6 separate regions of the Mus musculus genome follow, and regions 2, 3, 4, 5 and 6 are each linked to region 1. A link is a contact called in public Hi-C, HiChIP or PLAC-seq, Micro-C and promoter capture Hi-C data. All regions are on one chromosome and are shown on one strand. Each heading gives the region's core, a stretch centred on a gene start, on an enhancer-like site or on the middle of the called end of the contact. The rest is flanking DNA. Distances are from core to core; before and after follow the strand shown. Region 1 holds the start of Ccnd2 (cyclin D2). Region 2 holds the start of 1700101I11Rik (RIKEN cDNA 1700101I11 gene). Region 3 holds the start of Clec2d (C-type lectin domain family 2, member d). Region 4 holds the start of Ptms (parathymosin). Region 5 holds the start of Tpi1 (triosephosphate isomerase 1). Region 6 holds the start of Chd4 (chromodomain helicase DNA binding protein 4).

Evidence for each region. Promoter capture Hi-C pulls out the DNA fragments that hold promoters and counts their contacts. A called contact is a pair of places that touch in the nucleus more often than the background predicts. HiChIP or PLAC-seq counts read pairs in DNA pulled down with a chosen protein or histone mark.
Region 2: a contact with region 1 is called in a promoter capture Hi-C map of liver, with 6 times the contacts expected there. The contact joins the promoter of 1700101I11Rik here to the promoter of Ccnd2 in region 1.
Region 3: an H3K27ac HiChIP or PLAC-seq map of thymic regulatory T cells shows a contact between it and region 1, with 7 times the contacts expected there. The contact joins the promoter of Clec2d here to the promoter of Ccnd2 in region 1. A contact is called at or near these places in 1 of 39 promoter capture datasets (liver) and 1 of 115 datasets of contacts at active chromatin or transcription factors (thymic regulatory T cells).
Region 4: a contact with region 1 is called in a Micro-C map of embryonic stem cells, with 5 times the contacts expected there. The contact joins the promoter of Ptms here to the promoter of Ccnd2 in region 1.
Region 5: a contact with region 1 is called in a Hi-C map of B cells, with 8 read pairs. The contact joins the promoter of Tpi1 here to the promoter of Ccnd2 in region 1.
Region 6: a contact with region 1 is called in a Hi-C map of B cells, with 6 read pairs. The contact joins the promoter of Chd4 here to the promoter of Ccnd2 in region 1.

Annotation. Positions count from the first base shown.
Region 1 is chr6:127,149,502-127,152,779 of GRCm38.p6, reverse strand. Ccnd2 (cyclin D2) reads left to right here and starts at 1,732. Exons shown (of 5, transcript NM_009829.3): 1 at 1,732-2,198. The coding sequence starts at 2,007. 9330179D12Rik (RIKEN cDNA 9330179D12 gene) reads right to left here. Exons shown (of 3, transcript NR_040274.1): 1 at 3,217-3,278.
Region 2 is chr6:129,531,453-129,534,819 of GRCm38.p6, reverse strand. 1700101I11Rik (RIKEN cDNA 1700101I11 gene) reads left to right here and starts at 1,536. Exons shown (of 2, transcript NR_045270.2): 1 at 1,536-1,582; 2 at 1,878-2,873. Gabarapl1 (gamma-aminobutyric acid (GABA) A receptor-associated protein-like 1) reads right to left here and starts at 1,628. Exons shown (of 4, transcript NM_020590.4): 1 at 1,284-1,628. The coding sequence starts at 1,373.
Region 3 is chr6:129,178,837-129,182,219 of GRCm38.p6, reverse strand. It overlaps Clec2d (C-type lectin domain family 2, member d), which reads right to left and starts at 1,605. Exons shown (of 5, transcript NM_053109.3): 1 at 1,473-1,605. The coding sequence starts at 1,539.
Region 4 is chr6:124,916,653-124,920,063 of GRCm38.p6, reverse strand. It overlaps Ptms (parathymosin), which reads left to right and starts at 2,118. Exons shown (of 5, transcript NM_026988.2): 1 at 2,118-2,504. The coding sequence starts at 2,460. It overlaps A230083G16Rik (RIKEN cDNA A230083G16 gene), which reads right to left and starts at 3,201. Exons shown (of 2, transcript NR_152158.1): 1 at 2,882-3,201. Gm38896 (a long non-coding RNA gene) reads right to left here and starts at 474. Exons shown (of 2, transcript XR_869424.3): 1 at 1-474.
Region 5 is chr6:124,812,781-124,815,876 of GRCm38.p6, reverse strand. Tpi1 (triosephosphate isomerase 1) reads left to right here and starts at 1,719. Exons shown (of 7, transcript NM_009415.3): 1 at 1,719-1,869; 2 at 2,964-3,087. The coding sequence starts at 1,755. It overlaps Usp5 (ubiquitin specific peptidase 5 (isopeptidase T)), which reads left to right. Exons shown (of 20, transcript NM_001326594.1): 20 at 218-858. The coding sequence ends at 311.
Region 6 is chr6:125,094,358-125,097,639 of GRCm38.p6, reverse strand. Chd4 (chromodomain helicase DNA binding protein 4) reads right to left here and starts at 1,659. Exons shown (of 39, transcript NM_001346610.1): 1 at 1,380-1,659; 2 at 375-553. The coding sequence starts at 474. Mir7045 (microRNA 7045) reads right to left here and starts at 616; the gene lies at 554-616.

The sequences.
Region 1 (3,278 bases), core at 483-2,982:
CCATTGATAGGGTCCGAGGAGCCCAGGCCCCTGTGCGGGCCTAGCCCGCCCGGGTCCCCGCTCTCCCTCCGCCCTTCCCGGGCTTCCTTTTGATGTAGCGGAGAAGGCTTCCTACTTTAAAAAAAAAAAGTAATCTGCCCGGTAACAATCAGCGCGCAGTAGCAGGAGCCCCAGAGCTATTGGCTATGCAAATAGAGGGAGGGGAGACGGCGCCCCAAACTCATACTCACCCTTTTAAAGTGATATCCCCTCCCCCCGCCCACCCCTTCCGCCCCACCCTCGTTTAAAGGGGCTGGCCCAGGGCTGGAGTTAATCGCTTGCACCTCGGCTTTATTGCCTCCCCTCCCGGGCCTTTCCGAGAGCCCACGGGTGGTGCTCCCACAGCGTGCCACCCCCTCCCCCCCCCAGCCTCAGCCTCCGCTAGCCTTAAGCGTCCCTGATCATCCCCCCTTCTTAAGGAAGGAGGGACTCAGTGCCCCCCCCCGTGTGCCCAGAGAGGTGCAACCCACGCCATGCTATCTGCACGTGCCAGCGTGGCCACCATGCGGGGGCCAGTGGTTCCTCGCCCCTTCCTCCCTCCTTTAATATAGTTAAAGGCAGGGTGGGAGCAGGAAGGAGGTGAGGAAACGCCAACGTGTCCCCCTCTACCAACAGCCTTGACCACAGGATGCTTTAGAGCACATGTCAGAGCCGACCCCAAAATCCTGGCGGAAGGATGAGGCGCGAGACCCCACGGGGTCGGGGATTGAGGGGTGCAGGACTCAGGAGCCCCCGGGGAAAGGAAGGGTGGCCTTGCTGGCGCAGGGAGAGCCAAACCTAAACCCTCCCTCTCCCCCTCCCTGGCCCCTCCCGAGCCATTTCCTAGAAAGCTGTATCAATGTGGCCACGCTCCGCGCAGACACCTAGGGCGGCTTGTCAGCAGATGCAGGGGCGAGGAAGCGGGTTTTTCCTGCGTGGCCGAGGCCCGCGGAGGAACCGCTGCTAGCCCTGCCCCCGGTCTGGGGCCGCTCTGAGAGGCTGGCCGCGTTGCCCAATGGCGCCCCCAAGAACAGAAAGGTTTCTGCAGGAGGGTCATATTCTACTAGGCTTAAGAAGCACCCCTTTCTCCAACATCCACCCCTTCCTCCTCTTCCTCTCCACGCACGTGGCTCGGGGCGGACAACAGCTTGAAAGTTATCAGGAGTCTAAGCTTGAGGGGCATAACCTTTATCCCTGGTTTGGCGAGGTTGCAATTTTCTCAAATAAGCCTTTCCTTGTTCCTCATTTAGGGGTCTACTTCTAAGTTATCTGAACTCATCCACATGGTAAATCTATCTACCTGAATCTTGAATAATGGGCTGTTTTTCTGATCACATTGCAAGCCTCCGAAGTTAGAGAGCACACACGTACACACCCTTTATGCCCCCATGGTATGCCTACAGAATGTCAGAAAGGATAATCAATAGGAATCCATGGGGTTTGTGGGTTCCCCTATCCGAGGCCCCTAGCATGCGGGGCTGGATGGGGAGAGGGCCTCGGAGAAGTAGGGAGAGGGGTTGGGGGTGGGGAGCGGGGATCGTGTTTGAAGTTTGGTCAGGCCAGCTGCTGTGCTCCTTAATAACAAGAGGGAAGGGGGGGGGGAGAGGGAGGGAAAGATTGAAAGGAGGGGAGGGACGCTAGAGGAGGGGAGGAAAGGGGGAGGAGGAACCTGAGAGGGGGAGGAGATCTAACTGCCCTTCCAGCTTGCGTCACTGCCTGAGCGAGAGAGGAGAGCGAGCTGAGGAGAGCCGGGCAGTTCGGAGGGAAGGACCGGTGCGAGTCAGGCGGCCCTTGAGGCTCCGCTCGCCCACCTTCCACTCTTCTCTCTCTCTCTCCCTCTCTCTCTTTGCCATTTCTTTCCTCTCCCAAATCTCCCATTCAGCCAAAGGAAGGAGGTAAGGGAAGCACTCCCCGACCCCCCCGCACCTCCAAAAAATAATAATAATAAAAAAAATTTACAGTCGGGACCGAGTGGTGGCCGGCTGGCTATGGAGCTGCTGTGCTGCGAGGTGGACCCGGTCCGCAGGGCCGTGCCGGACCGCAACCTGCTGGAAGACCGCGTTCTGCAGAACCTGTTGACCATCGAGGAGCGCTACCTCCCGCAGTGTTCCTATTTCAAGTGCGTGCAGAAGGACATCCAACCGTACATGCGCAGGATGGTGGCCACCTGGATGCTAGAGGTAGGTGTGCGGGCGACGCTCTCAGGGAGAGGCAAGCCCAGCCGCTCCATCCCTACCTCCAACACGCAGAGATCCTAAAAACTGCGGGAGAACTACCCCTGCGCTGGCCTCCCCCGCTCGTGCGCGAGGTAGCCCCGCACCCTTGGGCGAGACGCTAATTCTGTCCCTTGCTAGATTAACTAGTGGAGGAAAACTTGGGTGAGTGAGGATGTCCTCCCCCCCCCGGGGGGTTGGCATCCCGCGCGTGTGCCTGCATGTGGCTTCCTCGTCTTCCCATCTCCATTTCTGACCTGTGGTGTGGAAGCAACCCCGGCTGCCTTCAGTGAGGCCCCAGAGGGTGTTGCGACCTAACAATCCATACCAACATATAAAGAGCCCCCCCCCGCCCCCGACTCTCAGGGTTGGGGCAAACCGTCTGAGCCTTAGGACTCCGCGTTGGCACTTTGGCAGGAGGTGGGGGTGGGGGAGAAACAGGGAATTCAGGAGAGCCCCGGAAGTCATACTGAAAAAAACGTGCGTTTAGGGCAATCTGAAAGAACCGCTGCTTTAGCCTTGCTTGCAATCTTTGCCGAGAGAGCAGGGTGCCCACGTATGCACAGCTCTGGACCTGCCGTGGTTTCGCCATGTTGCTTTGCAAACTCCATTTACAAGGACTGGCAACATTCGCCGGCGCCCCCACCCCCTCTCAGCACCCCATGATCCTGGGCACCCTCTTTCTGATCGTGCCCTCTTCCCCAGCCCTCGGTTCACCAAGGTTACTTACAGTTTGGCTGCTTCTTGAGCGCGCAGATTTGGGTGGGGTAGGAAGCGGGGGAGGAGGTGTGTAGAGCAGGCTAGGGGGCACCCCCAAATGAGAGGTCAGAGTCCCGCATGCCTCCTGGAGGGGGGTTCCCTGGTTTCGTCTCACCCAACCCCCAGCAGGCACAGCCTTCCTAGCTACTGCCCTTGTGGGCCGCAGCCGAACACTCCGCAAGTTTCCCCCACTGAGATCTAGAGCCCCTGGGGTGGAGATACCGACCTTACGGACACCCGAAACCTCTTTTCCAGGGAGCCTGGGACCTCTCTGGGGTTTTCAGGCCC
Region 2 (3,367 bases), core at 287-2,786, 2.4 Mb before region 1:
ATCCTCCACAGTCCTGAGCTCAAGGAAATAACATGTGAAGGACTGTGTAGTAGGAAGGCATGACTGGAGTGTGCCCAGCCGTTCTGGAAGAGCCATGTATATGTAATTTCTGGAGAATGGTGGAATAGTTAGCTCTCTTCTTCCTCATAGAAAATGGGGCTGAGGGTAGAAAATGGGGCTGAGGGTAGAAAATGGGGCTGAGGGCTTTCTCTTGCTGGACCTCCGTTTCTTCTGGTAGCCCTGGCTGAGATAAAGAATAAGGAAGAAGTCCCTCCCCCCTATTACTTATGCATCAAAAAAAAAAATTATCAGGTTAGCACAGCTCTTTTACCCTTCAAAGTTAGAGGAACGCCAACCTAATATAACATCATTGCCTGTACAAATAAAGAGAACGATTTTTTAAAGTCCCTGGTCCTCTATCCACCATATTTAAAAGCGATGTCATCCTTTGCTTCCAATTCTGCTGCGCAGCCTTCAAAAGAGGAGGAAAAAAAAAAAGGCAAGTGGGCGGGGGAGGGGGTAAAGTGGAAAACACCCGGATGCTGAAGACTCCCTTAGTATTTTTCTCCCCACTGCATGAACTAGGTATTAGCTGCTTAAATCGGGGTATAATTAATGGAGGAAACGGTTCTCAGTACTGGTTCTTGAGATCCAAGAGCCCACCCACCTATCACAGTGCAGAGCACGGACCTTCTTTTTCCACACATGGCCCAGGAGACAATAATGAGGTGGAGGCAGGCATGACCTTGTTTGAGGGCCCGCCTGGTGAAGCCCCTCACCCCACCCCACCCCCAATTCTAAAAAAAAAAAAAAAAAAAAAACGCAGGTCAGAATCTAGGGGCTTCTCGAGTTTTTCCTCCTACGCTCAAGGAAATGGGAAGGAGACTCGTTTTCATGGAGAACCAATTGAGCAGACATGGATGGGCACAAGGCTCATCTCACCTGCTGCTACAGGGTTGGGACGCGTTTTTCTATAGCATATCCTATCTGCGGCCCCCAACCAGTCGCCCCCGCACACACAGGCCTCGCCACGCGCACATCCCAACCTCCATGGGTGCTGAATCCTGCTGACTCACCCACCACGCGCACGCTGCGCTTTCGAGATGCCAAAAGTGGCTACAGGCCCTGGGGATACAAGCTTGTCAAAGCCGGTCAAGAATACTTGATTCCGATGACCCTCCTGTGCCAGGGCCACCCGCCATCGCCAGGCTACCTCGGTAGCTCCAGGGCAACCAGCTCCCAAACTCCTCAAGCTTGCCTTCTCCCTCCCCGCCCCCACTCACCGGCACCCGGTCCGGGTATTTCTTCCTAATCTTTTCACCTTCCTTTTTCCGATACTCGAAGGGGTGGTCCTCCTTATACTGGAACTTCATGATGGACCTCAGGATGTAGGGGCTCCCCGGACGGGGCCTGCTGCGCGCGCTGATGACTGCGTCTCGCGTCTGGCCACCCCCAGTCAATGTCAGCCTTATCACAATCGCTCCACCCGCGTCAGCTCCCACGCGCCAGTCGCCGCACTACGTGGCTAAACGTCCAGAGAAGGACCTGGAGATCTCGCGGCCTGAAGGTAAAGGACCACCAGGTAAAGAAATAGGGTGGCTTTTCCCAAGAGCTGGAAACACAAAAACACCAGGGCGGTGCTGTGACATCACGACGCCCCACCCCCGCTCCGCCCCCGGCGCTAAGGACCTGCTGGATCCGGGTGGACAGAAGCTTTGTTTATTTGTGTATCTTCTTTTCACCCAAGCTTTTCCTAAACCACTCCATCGAAACGCAAAAATCATGTAGTCGGGTTTTTATTTTTGAGGATTGATATTAAAGGTAATTTGTTAATTCAAAGAATGCTCTAACAAATGTCGTCTTCCCTCCCCTTCAAGTTTCTTGTTTGATGCCCAAAACAAACACAGAGGAAGAAAATCCAGCTGTTTCCAGAGCAATGGAATCAGGAGTCTGGAGTTGGAAAAGTGCCAGGCGTCACGAGATTTGTAGCCCGGGCTGAAATGTCCTGTGCTTGCATTTTGACCTTTGCCTGGCACCCACGACTGGCCTGCCTTCTCTGCCCCAACTCCTCCTTCTGACTGGTGTCCTTATGTTTGGATCTGTGCTAGAATTGGTTCTGAGACAACATAAACAGAGCATGACTCATGGATTTGAAGAAGTGTAAGGGTGAAGAACATGAAGTCATCAAGGTTAGAAGAAGCGATGCCAGCGATGAACACCAGGCTTCACTCACGTTCAAGGAGAGATGAATCCATTCATTTTATAAGGTTCACCCAGAAGCATGGTTGTTGAGTTCTTGAAAATACAGAGGTCAAATCATTTAGGTGTCTATGTTTCCCCAACAATACTTTGCTCTGGGGTGGGTATCACCTGTAGGGTAGTTGTCCTGATGAAAAGGCCTTATTGGGCACCAAAAGCTCTGACTGGCATGCTGGTGGAAGACCCTCAATAGTATAGAGAGAGTCAGCCCAGGCCCCTCTGACATACCGGGTTTCCATCTTAAGACTCTTTGGATGCGGGGTCACCCTTCTGATTCTACTGGCAGTAACTCCAGACCTATATCTTGGGAACATCGGAGATAAAGTTCAAGGATGCTTTGTGCTGTGAAAATAAAATGACTACTAAGTGGTACCAGGCAAGCAGCCCTGTTGCCTGATTTTATGTACATGACTTAGTGATATGGTTATAAAATATGGGCAAAATAAAGTGAACTGAATTTAACTGGCAAAACAAGAACATGAAATACATAGCCCACTTCTTGGTTTTCTCCTGGTAATCTTTCTTACATATGAAGACAAATGAATTGGTATATAATATTGTTGTATTTATTTATTGTTGTTTTTATTTTCAAATTAAAAATAGTTTAATACCCAGCTACTCATTTTACCCTTGACCCAAATACAATTAAGTCTTTCAGAAGAAATTTTACAACCAGTTGAGACAGATCTGGGATGAAAATGGTAATAGTGTTGTTTTCTGAGTAACCTTCAGGTTTGTTTTTTTGTTGTTGTTGTTTTGTTTTTTTTTTTTATAGATGTACAGTCTCAGCTAGTTGAAGGGCAGTTCTTCAGTCCACTGAAAATGTATGCAGTACATGAAAATTTAAAGATGAAATGTTGGTTAATCAGCTCTTAGGATTTTTAAAATGCTAGTCGTTTACATTAGAATGCAAAATGTATTGGGAGCTGGAGAATGGTTCAGTGGTTAAGAACACTGACTGCTCTACTAGAGGACCAGGGTTTGATTTCCAACTCCCACATGACAGCTCAGGAGTATCTGTAACTCCAGTTTCAGGGGACCTAATACCCTCTCTGACCTCTACTACGTTACTGCATGTCCGTGGTGCACATACATACATATAGGCAGA
Region 3 (3,383 bases), core at 356-2,855, 2.0 Mb before region 1:
TACAGATAATCCTCTGTGTTTACACCAGTATAATTCTGATACTGTCTGTTTCCTTCTAATATGTAAACAGGAATTTTGCTGTATACACACAGATCTCCTTCTAAATTCGAATGTGTTCCATAGCACAATTTGAACATAACTTTCCTGTCTTTATTTAAAAGTAATGTTGGAAATGATCTCTCAAAAAACCCAAAGAAATGAAGTATTGCTGGCCTGGTTTTTAGCTTACTTAAAAACTGTTTCAATGATAAAACAAGCTACTGCTTCAAAGGAGTGAAGTTGTGTAATGCCTGCAGCTAGTTATACAACAGCTGCACTTGAGACAGGAGCTCCACATTCACAAGACAGGCTTCAAAATGCCTGCAGCTAGCTATGCAACAGCTGCACTTGAGACAGAAGCTCCACATTCTCAGGAAATGTTTCCAATGGCTAAATATTTGTGTATTTGATTTTAAAAAGTCAACCCTGCTGAGGCAGAGGGAGCAGGAGTTCCAGGCCAGCTTGGGGTAAAGTATGAGACTTTGCCAAAGAATCAATCAATCAATCAATCAGTCAGTCAGTCATCATCATCCTCAGTAATAATAATTTATTATAATTTATTATTATTATTATTATTATTATTATTTCAGAATACTTGGTTTAAGTGATAAACATTAGCATTTGTTGGGAATTTTGTATTTTGATAGATGTCAATCTTACTTTCTCAAAATTCAGTAGTCTTTCCACAAATTAAAAAAAAAAAAATTAATGTGAAGAAACAGGAATGAGGGGGAAAAGGAAAATAAAGGAACACAATATAATGGAGCATAGACAGTTTGAAACACAAGAAACACAATTTTGCTTCCTTTCTGAAGAATTAAGTAGGAAACCCCATTATATTCTTTTTCTGTAACTTATCAAGAGCTCAAAACAGAAAGGATTTGGTCCTGAGTAGGTTCAGCGCCCCCCACCCCCACCCCACCCCAAGCCACCCCCTTACAATTCTATTTTAATTACAATGGATCTGCAAAACACAAGCTCCAAGCTTCCCAGGCAACTTCTGCCACTATGCACATTGCAAAGCTGTTGTCTGAGTTTCCTTCACTCAGGGACTTAAAGCAAACGTTTACTACAGCAATTTGATGTAATCCACCAGACTGTAACTTACCAGATCCCTGGGAAGAGTGGACTAGCAAGCTAAGTACAAAGCGAGAACGCTGTGGCTACAGCTCTGGCAGTTAGAAGGTGACTCGCTGCTCATTTCTCTTGCCTGAGAACTATTCGAGTATTGTATGCTCCGATAGAATAACTAATGTAACAACCTCATAGCTAATCCCGACTGCATTCTCCTGCTCTGCAGACCCACAGTGACGGGCTCACAGACGCCCTTCTGTTCTTAATCTTTTGTTCAAGGTTCAACTCTTTTGCCTTCCTGCCCTGTTTGAAACTCCTCTCTGCCCCTCCCATTGGTTCAAATACTATTGAATACTTACCCACTTCTACCTCCTGCGGGCTGCCTGTGGGACTAAGCATAGGTAGGGAAGCCTTTGTGACACACATCTCAGAGCTGAGGAGCTGAGTTTCCACTACAGGATTGAAACTTGAAAGCTGAGAGGCACAAATACGTGGGGAGGTTTCAGTATTTAGCTAATCCTGTAGCTCCTCCTTTCTGTACATACACACACGCTTGGTTGGCTCAGGGCCTAACAAAATCTCATTGGGAAACGCATTTCAAGGTCAGGAGCCACACTGGCGCCATCTGGAGACTGACTTTCCTGTTTGCTTCTGGTTTACTTTGTGTTTCGTTTCTCTTTCAGCACACTCTGATTTAGAAACATAATTCAAGCTGACCTTACTGAGGTCACAGGGATTTTCTTTTTTTTTTTTTTTTAATATTTTTTATTAGGTATTTTCCTCATTTACATTTCCAATGCTATTCCAAAAGTCCCCCATACCCTCCCCCCCCCACTCCCCTGCCCACCCATTCCCACTTTTGGCCCTGGCGTTCTCCTGTACTGGGGCATATAAAGTTTGCAAGTCCAATGGGCCTCTCTTTACAGTGATGGCCGACTAGGCCATCTTTTGATACATATGCAGCTAGAGTCAAGAGCTCTGGGGTACTGGTTAGTTCATAATGATGTTCCACCTATAGGGTTGCAGATCCCTTTAGCTCCCTGGGTACTTTCTCTAGCTCCTTCATTGGGGACTTTGTGCTCTGTCCAATGAATGACTGTGAGCATCTACTTCTGTATCTGCCAGGCACTGACAAAGGCCCTCAGGAGACAGCTATAGCAGGCTCTTGTTGGCATCTGCCTAGTGTCTGGGTTTGGTGGTTGTTTATGGAATGGATCCCCAAGTGGGGCAGTCTCTGGCAGTCTCTTCCTTCAGGCTCTGCTCCAAACTTTGTCTCTGTAACTCCTTCCATGGGTATTTTGTTCCCCCTTCTAAAAAGGATTCTGAGCTTCTGGGCTAATGTCCACTTACCAGTGAGTGCATATCATGTGTGTTCTTTCCTGATTGGGTTACCTTACTCAAGATGATATCCTCCAGATCCATCCATTTGTCTAAGAATTTCATGAATTCATTGTTTTTAACAGCTTTGAACCTCTTACCCTTTCTTATCACAGGCCTGCAACAGTTCTGGGAAACAGAGAACCCTGGGGAGATCAAAAAAACCAAACAGATTTTACTGCGTAATAAATATTTATATCCAATAGTCACATTCAACTATTTGAAACACTGGAGAGTTACCCATTTGGCCCATTAAAAAACTACTTTATTTCTTGAGCGGGGCATATCTATGCCACAGCATATGTGTAGGAGTCTGTCCTCTCCTGCTGCCCTGTTCTCCTGTGATCCAGGCCAGATGGTCAGGATTATGTGGCAAGAGCTTTTAAGCCCTGAGTCCATCTCCTTTGAAAAAATACAACTGTAACTTACTTATTAATTTGTCTTGGTTAAAGTTTTGAAAGAAAGCTGTCAACTCTTTTTTTTATTACATATTTTCCTCAATTATATTTCCAATGCTAGCCCAAAAGTCCCCCACACCCTGCCCCCCACTTTCCTACCCACCCATTCCCATTTTTTTGGCCCTGGCATTCCCCTGTACTGGGGCATATAAAGTTTGCGTGTCCAATGGGCCTCTCTTTCCAGTGATGGCCGACCAGGCCATCTTTTGATACATATGCAGCTAGAGTCAAGAGCTCCGGGGTACTGGTTAGTTCATAATGTTGCACCTACAGGGTTGCAGATCTCTTTAGCTCCTTGGATACTTTCTCTAGCTCCTCCATTGGGGGCCCTGTGATCCATCCAATAGCTGACTGAGAGCATCCACTTATGTGTTTGCTAGGCCCCGGCCTAGTCTCACAAGAGACAGCTATATCAGGTTCCTTGCAGCAAACGCT
Region 4 (3,411 bases), core at 869-3,368, 2.2 Mb after region 1:
GGGAAGATAGGCCCTTTATGAGAGGGTAAGCCCCCTTTATGAGAGGGTCTCAATCTCCTTCCTAGGCCAGAGTGAAAAGACAGTGGTGGGGCTCGTCCCCTGTGGGGCGGGAGTGGGGGGAGTGGCCCTCTTCACATCCCCTTATAAGGCAGGGCAAACAGTTAGAATCTTGGATTGGCTGATTCAAATGAGCATTCCACCTGGCAACAGGGTTTCTATTGGCTCTCGGGAAAAACAGGAGGAAGGTGGATGGAGGTTGTTGGTGGCGGTGATTGGAGGGGGGAGGGGAGTGGAGGTGACCGGAGTTGAGGGCGGTTACCAGGGCAACAGGGTAAGAGCCCAGCAGGGTGTCCGAGACAGCAGGCGGGGCTGGGAGGTGGAGTAGAGAAGGCAGAGAAAAAAGAAGGCGGGAGGGAGAGGAAAGAGACCAACCCAAAGGGAGCGAGGCTTGGGGGGGGGGGGGCGTTATGGGGTGAGGGAGGGGAGATAAATGAAGCAAGAAAGGGTACAGAGATGGAATATGGTGAGAGATTGCTATAGACATCAGTCACTGAAGTCTGAGAAGCGCATTGAAAAGGGGAAATGGAGAGATCTCAGAGAAAAGGTGGACCGAACCCTGCCAGGAAAAACCAGGGTGGGGCGCAAAGATTTATGAGACGAAGAAACTGAATTAAGAGTCAGAGAAACCAGGAGATGTGTATGAGAGATCAAACGATGGTGTGTTGACACGCTCACATGCTAAATGATGATGGAAGACCAACAATGGCTTCCCTTTTTTTCTAATTGGGGGGGGGGGTCGGGAAGGGGCAAGATGTATTGCTCAGGATGCCCTCAAACTAATGGCAATCCTCCTGCCTCAGCTTCCCAAGTGCTGAATAGGTCATCTGGCTAAAGGTGATGTTTTTTATTAAGGAAATAAAAATGATTAGGAAAAGGTGAGGGGTAATAATGACAGATCACACACACACACACACACACACACACACACACACACACACACACACCCCAAAGACAATCTTTTCCCAAAGCCCAGCCTTCTTCTTCATCCACCGTTCGGGCCTCAGACTGACAGGCCAGCCCGTCTCTTTCTGAATCTTAGGGTTCTCAAAAAATTATCTAAAGATTCTGAACCTAGGGGTGAGGCGCTGAGGACAAGGAACCCCGTATCTGGGCCCGTGTGTGCAAAGGACAATTGAATTCAGAAAGACTGGGGGGAAGACAGAGAAGAGCTACGAGAGGGAAAATGTACAAGGACAATCGGAAAGAGTTGAAAATTAGCTAAGTTTATAGGGCCAGGTGATAATCAGGTAAGAAAACAGTGTTATCTGGAGCAAAGTAAATTGAGACATAAGAGATGTAGATGGTTGTAAGGGAGGGGTCTCGGTCTATATGAATGAAGAGGTGAAGAGAAACACAAGAACCAGGCAATTAAGTGAGGTGAGACAGGTAAGAGGAGAGAAGAATAAAGAGGCAGACGAGAACATCAGAGGGCCCCTCACATCCCCCGAAACAGACTGGAAGGAACCCGACAAGGACCACAAATGTCAAGTCCAGCCGAGAGGCCCAGGCTGTCCTTTGTACTCTCACTTTCCTCCTCAAGGCCACCTAGAGAAGGCGGACAGGAGCGAGAAATGGAAGTGGCTCTGCAGCCTTCTTCCTCTCCTTTCAGCTTTTGGTTTCTCAAATACCTGCCCAGCCTCTACATCTACAGCCCCACTCCCTGCACCCCCACTTTAGCAAAATCCCAGGGCTAAAAGGAGGAGGTCAGCAGGAGTCTGGCCAGTCCGCCCCCAGGAGCCAGACTCCAGCTTGCAGGCAGTAGGCTGGCATTTGGAGCGGTGTCTCCCCGCAGGAACCCCACCCCTTCCCACCTCCTCGCCCCACTCCGCTCGCTCCCGAACCGTCAGTCTCTCCATTCCCCCGCCCGGTCTCGTCCTTCCTCCTGTCCCGCTCGCTCTCCCGCCCTTCGCTTTCATCCTCCTATCCCCACCTCTCCAACCTCCTCTTTCATCCCCCTCCCCTCTCCTCTCCTCCCCGCTCTCGCCTGCCCCACCCCTGGGAAGCCCCTCCCGTCGGGCAGCGCCGCCTTAAAAGCGGGTTCCCTTCCCGGGGGCGGCAGCGGCTGGTCGGCGGCAGCTCTGCTGGTGCGGGGGCGGCGAGCAAGACCGAGCGACCGCGACCGGAGCGCGCCGGCCACCGCCCGCATCGTCCTCCCGCCTGCCCGCCCGCCCGCCCTCCGGACGGCCGCAGCCCTGCGGGTCTCTGCTCGGGACCCACCCCCGCCCCACCCCGCGCGCCTCTGCCGCCTCTTGCAGCGAGCCAGCTTGCCGAGCGGCCGTCGCTGCCGCTGCCGCCGCCGCCACCGCGCCAAGTTCCGGCCGCGGCCACCCTCCGCCGTCCAGGGCTCCTCCGCCTCGGCCCCGGGACCCCGGCTCCCTGCCAGCCCCGGCCCCGGCACCATGTCGGAGAAGAGCGTGGAGGCAGCGGCCGAGCTGAGTGCCAAGGTACGGGCAGGGGCGGCGGCGGCGCGGCACCCGGGCGGCCCCGGGATCGGCGCGGTCCTTCGCGCCCGGTCGCCCCCGACGGCCCCGAGCGGCCCTGGCGCCCGGTCCCCGCGGACCCCGCTGCGCCCTCCCCCCGCTCGGAGCCCGGCGCTGCCTATCCCGCTCGGCACCACCGGCGCCCTCTAGCGGCCCAGCGCGCCGTGGCTCGGGCCTCACCGCCCGGCCTGCGCCCGGCCCCGCCATCCCCACCCCTCTCGTGCCCTGCCTGCCGCGCCCGCCTCTGCCCGGTCCGCCTTCTCGTCGGAGAGCGGCGCCTCTAGCTTCCCGGGCCCCATGTCCGAGCCGAGCCCCCAGGTCTCTTGCCACTATGACCTCACCTTTCCTCTGCTAAGCGGTTTGGGATCCTCAAGTGTAAACAGGACTCTCCCGGGAGGCTACTCCTCGGCTCCTCCCCTTGCCGCCCGACCGTCTGTCCTCGTCCCTGAAGGGCTGCTCCTCTCCACCCCCCCTTTTTAATTTTTAAAAAAATTTTTTGCCCATCTTCATTTGTTCTTCCTCTACTACCGATTTCCATTTTTTTTCCATTATCGCCTCCCCTCATGTTGAATTTCTAAAAATCAGAAAGACGGAGAAACGAGCCTTCGAAAAAGCTGGAGCTCAGCATCGCCTGACCATACGTCAAGCTATCTTTGCTCTCAGCAGCTGCCTTTCCCGGCCTCATCCCTTTGCCCTTGTCTCTCTTTCAGCCTTCCTCTAATTTCCCCAGGGAAACTGCGGAGTGCCGCTTAGGGAAATTAATGCGGCCAGGCTTGGGGGCTGGGAGCCCAGTCTTTTTTTTTTGGGGGGGGGGGCGCAGTATAGTTCTCGAGGTCCAAGTGGAAGGAGGGAGCTGATAGGATGAAAGGCA
Region 5 (3,096 bases), core at 470-2,969, 2.3 Mb after region 1:
TCCAGGACAGCCAGGTTTGTTGGGACCCTGTCTCTAAATGAACAATCTGAGGTCATCAAATGGGAAAATAAGATTTCGAAGCTCCATTTAGATGCTAGCTGGATGGTAGATTTGGGGATGTGGCATAGAATCAGTCGGGATCCTTCCCAGAAGCCCCTCCAGGTTGATGTGGAGAGCCCACCGCTCACCCTTCTCTGTCCCTTTCCCCACTCCCCAGGTGGGTGATCTACAATGACCAGAAAGTGTGTGCCTCTGAAAAGCCACCCAAGGACCTGGGCTACATCTACTTCTACCAGAGAGTGGTCAGCTAAGAGCCTGCCCTCAGCCCTTCCACTTGAAGCAGGGGACAGACCATCTGGCATGAGGGACGGCTGAGGGATGGACTTCAGCCCCTGCTCTGTACCCTTTTTGTTTTTGTCCCCAGCAGTGGGAAGGAGCTGGAGGTCATAGGAGAATGGCCAAACAAAGAGGAGGGGTACTCATTAGACTCTGGGGACAGAGCAGGGATGGGACAGGAGGGGCCAACTGCCTGTCCACAGTGGGACCTTGTTGCTTCCTTCCCCTGCCCCTTGAATCCACAGTGCTCTGCTTCTCTGTGATGGCCCAACCCCTGATGTGGGGCGGGCTCTTACCTGTGTGTGTGTGTGGATGTGGCTTTATGCATCTTTCCAGGGGAGGGAGCGACTGCGCCTCCCCTCCCCTTAAGTGTTTGCTCCCTTGTGGTGGGGCAGAGGAGGCTCTGAGGGAAATAGGACCCTCCCCACACCCTTTGCCCTTCTGCCTCAGCCTCCGGTCTGTCTTTATGGTCCTCTGGAAAAATGCCAAAATACATGATGTGAATAAAAGTACGGGGGCTGACTGGTTTCAGTTCTTTGGGGGAGACTTACTAGTTCTGGGGAGGATTACTGGAAGGGGAAGGTTTAGAGAGGCCCAACTGGGGTCCTTTGCCGTCCCCCCCCCCCAGGCAATTTCCTTTTCTCTAGCTCTAGAAATGCTCAGAAAACTGAGGTGGGGGGATGGGAAATAAAGGGAAAATTCAGAAGCGAGGCTGCATCACCCCCCCCCCCCCAACTGACCATGCACTTGGTCTAGCCCCACTGTTGCTGGGCAAATGAAGGACCTAGGGCAGGGTGGGCAGTCCACACTGACTGATATCAGCTGACTCCTTTACACGGCTGCAGCCAGCCTGCCTCCCTCCCTGCCCCCCACACACTAGTGTCCCACTCTGCTCCATTTGGCCAAGGTCTGACAACTGCAAGGACCCCGTAATCACCAGCGACGTTGGTGACACACTTGGCCCCCTTCCTTGTGATTACTGGAAGGGCTCCTCAACCGTGACTTTGCTTTATGCTATGAGGGAATGGGGCGCTTTCGGAGTTGGAAAGGTGCCCTCAACCCCAGGGTCCAAGGCCCTGCTGCTGTCACCTCCACAGGAAATGCCCCTTGGTCTTCTGAAATCCCAAAAAGTTTGTTTCCCTGAGCGCGAGGTTCAACATCTCAACTGTCGAGCCACTGAGGCAGGACGTTTGAGCCCCCTGAACCCTCTAGAACATTGATTGCTCTAGAACGCCAGAACGTCGAAACACCGGGAGGTGGAGAGGCAGATGGAGGGGAAGGCGGAGCAGCAAGGGGCCGGGCTAACCATGGCGGAGGGCGGGGAGAAGGAGGAGTTCTGCTTCACAGCCATCTATATAAGTGGCCAGTGGAGAGAGCCGTGCGTTTGTACTGACCTTCAGAGACTTGAGCCTGGTACAATGGCGCCTACCAGGAAGTTCTTCGTTGGGGGCAACTGGAAGATGAACGGGAGGAAGAAGTGCCTGGGAGAACTCATCTGCACCCTGAACGCAGCCAACGTGCCGGCAGGCACCGGTGAGCTCTCTGTTTAGCAGGGGCGGCGGGACGTGGGGGTGGAGGGTCGGGCGTGGCACCACCTGCTCAGTGTCTGAGTGGACCTGGATGGTGGCCTGGGGACAAGAGCCATTTGGTGTCCCGGCAGCAGAGACTTGCTGAAGAGGAAAAGCATTTAAATGCTGCACTGGGTTTGTGGGGCCCGAAAGGGGTTCTTGGGGTTGGGGGCAGGGTGCAAAGAAGATCGCCCTTGGGAGTGGACCGGAGCTGCACCAGTTAGGGGTTAGGGTCGAGAAGAAGAACCAGTGTCGGGTTGGATAAGCAAGTGGCACGTGTCCCCCAGATTGTGAGGGAGGAAGCTGAGCTTGCGCGGGCTCTCAGCTACCTGCCCCCTCGGCCTCTGGCTCCGTGCGTCTCTGCACGTAGCCCGAAACTCCTCCCCGCGCCGTCGTATGCTTAGGCCTCTGAGCTGGGGGCTTCCACATCCCTATCCTTCACAGCATGGGCCACTCCTGCCTTCCACCTTAGGCCCCTAGCAGATGCCAAACATGCTGAGCCGTTGGGGAATTAAAAAAAAAAAAAATTCAGCTCTTCTCAGACTGGAAATAGGAAAACACAAGGTCTCTGTGGGCTAGTCAGTTCCCTGCTGCTCACGACACTACCCCTCCATCCTTCCCGCTTCTACCCACCTAAATCGGGGAACCTGGAGAATGGCCAAAGGGTATTCTCTCTGATCATCCATTTCCCGAAGAGCCCAATACAAACTCCCGCGGTGGACCTCTTATGCTAAAAAATCCTTCCCGGGATGGGTATGTGGGATGGGCTATTTTAGAAAGGGGTTACCCCTGGAGAATGCTGAGTCGAGGAGATGCCCATTCCCAGAATAGCCTGAGGAAATTAGAGCCACAGCTGTTAAAAGAGCAGAGGGCAGGGTAAGGGCCGTGGCCTATCAGAGGCATTGGGAAGGCTCTGGTATTGCTACAGGCCTAGCCTGGGCTCTGTAGTGGACAAAGGTCAACTTTCTGGACTGAAAAACGAAGGAAAGTAGAACCAAGAAAGTGAATGCAAGACCGGGAGCCTGAAGAGTGAGGGGCTTTCTCTGATCTCGTCCTCAGAGGTGGTTTGTGCACCGCCCACCGCTTACATCGACTTTGCCAGACAGAAGCTGGATCCCAAAATTGCTGTGGCCGCACAGAACTGCTACAAAGTGACCAATGGGGCCTTCACTGGGGAAATCAGGTGAGATGG
Region 6 (3,282 bases), core at 410-2,909, 2.1 Mb after region 1:
GGCTCCCGCAACAGAAATCCCCACCGCACCCCACCATGTCACCACCAGAGTCGGAACCACCTGCATTCCTCCAAGAACCTGCACGAGGTAAAGCTAACCCAGAGAGCTCCCTCAACCGGGGACTGCGGAGCATTCCAGACAGCCTTGAGTGAAGCCAGCTTGCATCTGGGTCCGTGGTGCCCAAGAGGCACATGGCTTCCACCTCCCCCAGCACCCCCCAGCACACAAGAGCTCCGCAGAAAAGAACCACTCCCTTCGGATGCCCTCCACCCTGGGTTCTGCACAGGGACAAGCAGCGCGCGAACGCAGCCTCACTGGAGTCTCGAGGAAAGATCAAACATCTTCCTGCCCTGGGCCCTCCGGGAAGATGTTACCTGGATGGGGTGGGGGCAGGCTGTTGTTCAGAAGTGCGTCCATATCCTCCTCCTCACTGCCCGCTGAGCAGGGGGACGGGGAGCCCAGGCCCGACGCCATCCCCTTCCGTTCCCCGGCCAGGGAATTGGCCCAGCTGCTCCTGCCTGCGGCCTGGGGCCCTCTGCACTGGCCCGAGTCACTGTGCGGGGGAGGGGGGAGAACAGTGAGTGACGCGCAGTCCCCCTCCCCCACCCGCTCTTTCCGCCCCCCTGCCCTACCACCCTAGCCAAGCACCCGAACCACTCAGGCTGAACTTAGTTCCACACTCCTCGGGGACAGCCCGTGAGCCGGCTCCCCAGCAGGAGCCCCCAAGAAGAGGGAATGACGCCCCCGAGGGCAGGCTGGTGCATGGAGGGGAAGGAAGAAGCTAGCCTGGCCTGAGCCAGGAGTGCCTGGGGAGTGGGGTTCGAGTGGGGAGGCGCGGAGAGGGTCAGGGGAGGCGGCCGGTGCTCGGGGACACAAGGTCACTTGGGAGTGGGGGGGCGCTCCTCTGCGCCCGGGGAGGGGCCAGTCCCCAGACAGGGCAGCTCTCCAAAGGCTGTCCTCTGGGACAACTCAGGTTCTCTTCCGGAACGGCGGGGACCAGGGGGCGTGGAGGCTCGGGCGCTCCGGGGTCCCGAAGAGTCGGGACGCCGGAGGAAAGCGAGCACCCACCGGGAAGGGGGCCGGGCCACGTGTCCCGGGGGGCTAGCGAGCAAAGGGCGAGGGGCGGGCGGGCAGGCGCTCGCCCGGCATTGTGGGAGGCCGAGCCCAGGAGGGGGGGGGGGCGGGGAGCAGGACTCCCTCAGGGCAGGGCGCCGTCTGGAGGTAACCCGGCCGCCTCCGGGGAAGAAGGGTCGGCTCCCTGGAGAGGGGACGGCCCGCGGGCCCCGGGACGCCTGAAGAAGGGACAGGTGAAGGAATGACCCCCGGGACGACGTCGGGCTGAGAGAGATGTCTCTCCCGTTGCCTCGCGCGCTCCTCACCCTAGAGCCGCCTCAGGTCGCGCTGGGTCTCGCCGGTGTCACTCCCGCTCCAGCTCCTCCTCGCCGCGGCCGAAGGGGGGAAAATGGCTCCGGCTCCGGCGTCGCCTCTTAAAGGGCCCGAAACACCGGCCGGGAAATCCCACCGCACAGGCCCCGCCCCCCACGGACAGCCCATAATAACCTCAACCAACTCCAACCCCCCCCTCCACTACCGCCACCCTCCTCTTTAGGTCTCCCGGGCAACCCCCGCCCCCTCGTCGCTCAGGCAACCATTGGCCACGCCCCCGTCGAGCGCGCGCGCGCGTCACCTGGGCAACCGCCCACCTCCTGGCCATCCCATAATACACACGGACACCCCACATACACACACCCCGCCCCCCACACTCTATGCATATATGTGCCCGGGGCTACAGACATATAGTGCAGATCTTTTACAAACTAAAACCTGCTCCCCCTCCCTTAGATAACCCATAATAACCACTCTTTGCCAACTTCTTCACTCTTGGCCTTACTGCTAACATCCCATAATAACTCATTACCCCTCCCTCCCCTTGGCCATCCCATAATAAGCACCCCTCCCAGCACTTCAGCCTCATATCCCATAATATTCAACCCATCCCCCACCGACATCCCATAATAACCACCCCCAGTTTGACATCCCATGATTGTCAGAAACTCACCCACCCCATACTACAACAACGGACACTGGGCCTCCTCCCACACGGATCCCGTAATAATCAGTCTCCCACTTTCTATACTGATATCCCATAATATCCAACCCCCCCAGAGCTGCCCTCAGTCCCTGCACTAGGGTTGAGATTCTAGATGCTCACTTTACCACCCACAGCCTTCCCAGTCTCTTTCTAGCTCCATGGTCCATAAATTACCATTCCTCCTAGCAAAGAGATACTCACTAATGATCAGCAGCTCTGCTGTCACCCCACAAATGGACATCTAAATCTCCTCCACTAACACTGGGAAAATGTCCTATCATTTACTCTATCTACTCTCCCATCCCATAATTTCAAAAAGCCCACGATACCATAATTGTCCCAACACAACCCAGTGCCACATCCCATAATACTTCTGCTACACTCCATCACCGCACACAGGTCTGGCCAGACATCCCCTAATTGTCACAACCTCCCCCACCTCTAGAAGTTGTCAGGCTCTTCCAACTAGAGCAGAGAGGGTGTGGCAAACTGCTAACTGCCCTGTCCCCACTAGCACACACTTTAGTCCCTTCCTGGGCAATAGGAGCATTCTGGGCTCTCAAAGTTCAGGACCCCCAGACTTCCTAGCTCATCATTTGCAGACACTCAGGAACCAAGAGCCAACCTCGAGCCCCAACAAACCCCACCAAATCCAGGTATGTTCTAGATACTTACCTCCCTCCAGCTTTGAATGTTTGTGTAAACTCAAACAAATAATATGCTGACTAGATGAAACACTTGCATAAAACTTCATGATGAAAAACTTTAACTCACCCAGAACATCCCATAACAATTACAAACCCCCATCCCAAAACTATTTCTCAACATTCCAGAAGTCCTCTACACTGCCACCTTCAAGTCCAGGCAGCCTCCGTGGACAGATAGCCTATCACCACCATGGACTGAGAGTCCTCTACCATGCCTTGCTCTGTACTCACCATCACTAAAGTTCATTCGACATACCCTTGACAGAGTACTAACAAGGTAAAGAGCTAGCTACTTACCGACCGAGAACGAGGATACCAACACACAGGTGCCTTCCTTCAAGAAACAGTCACAGCTGGGAACATTATCACATGCCAATAACCTCAGCACTCAGAGAACACACGAGATGATCAAGGGATCAAGGCCATTCTCTGCTACTCAGTGAATTCAAGGTCAGCCTAGGCTACAGTAAAAACAAGTCTCGG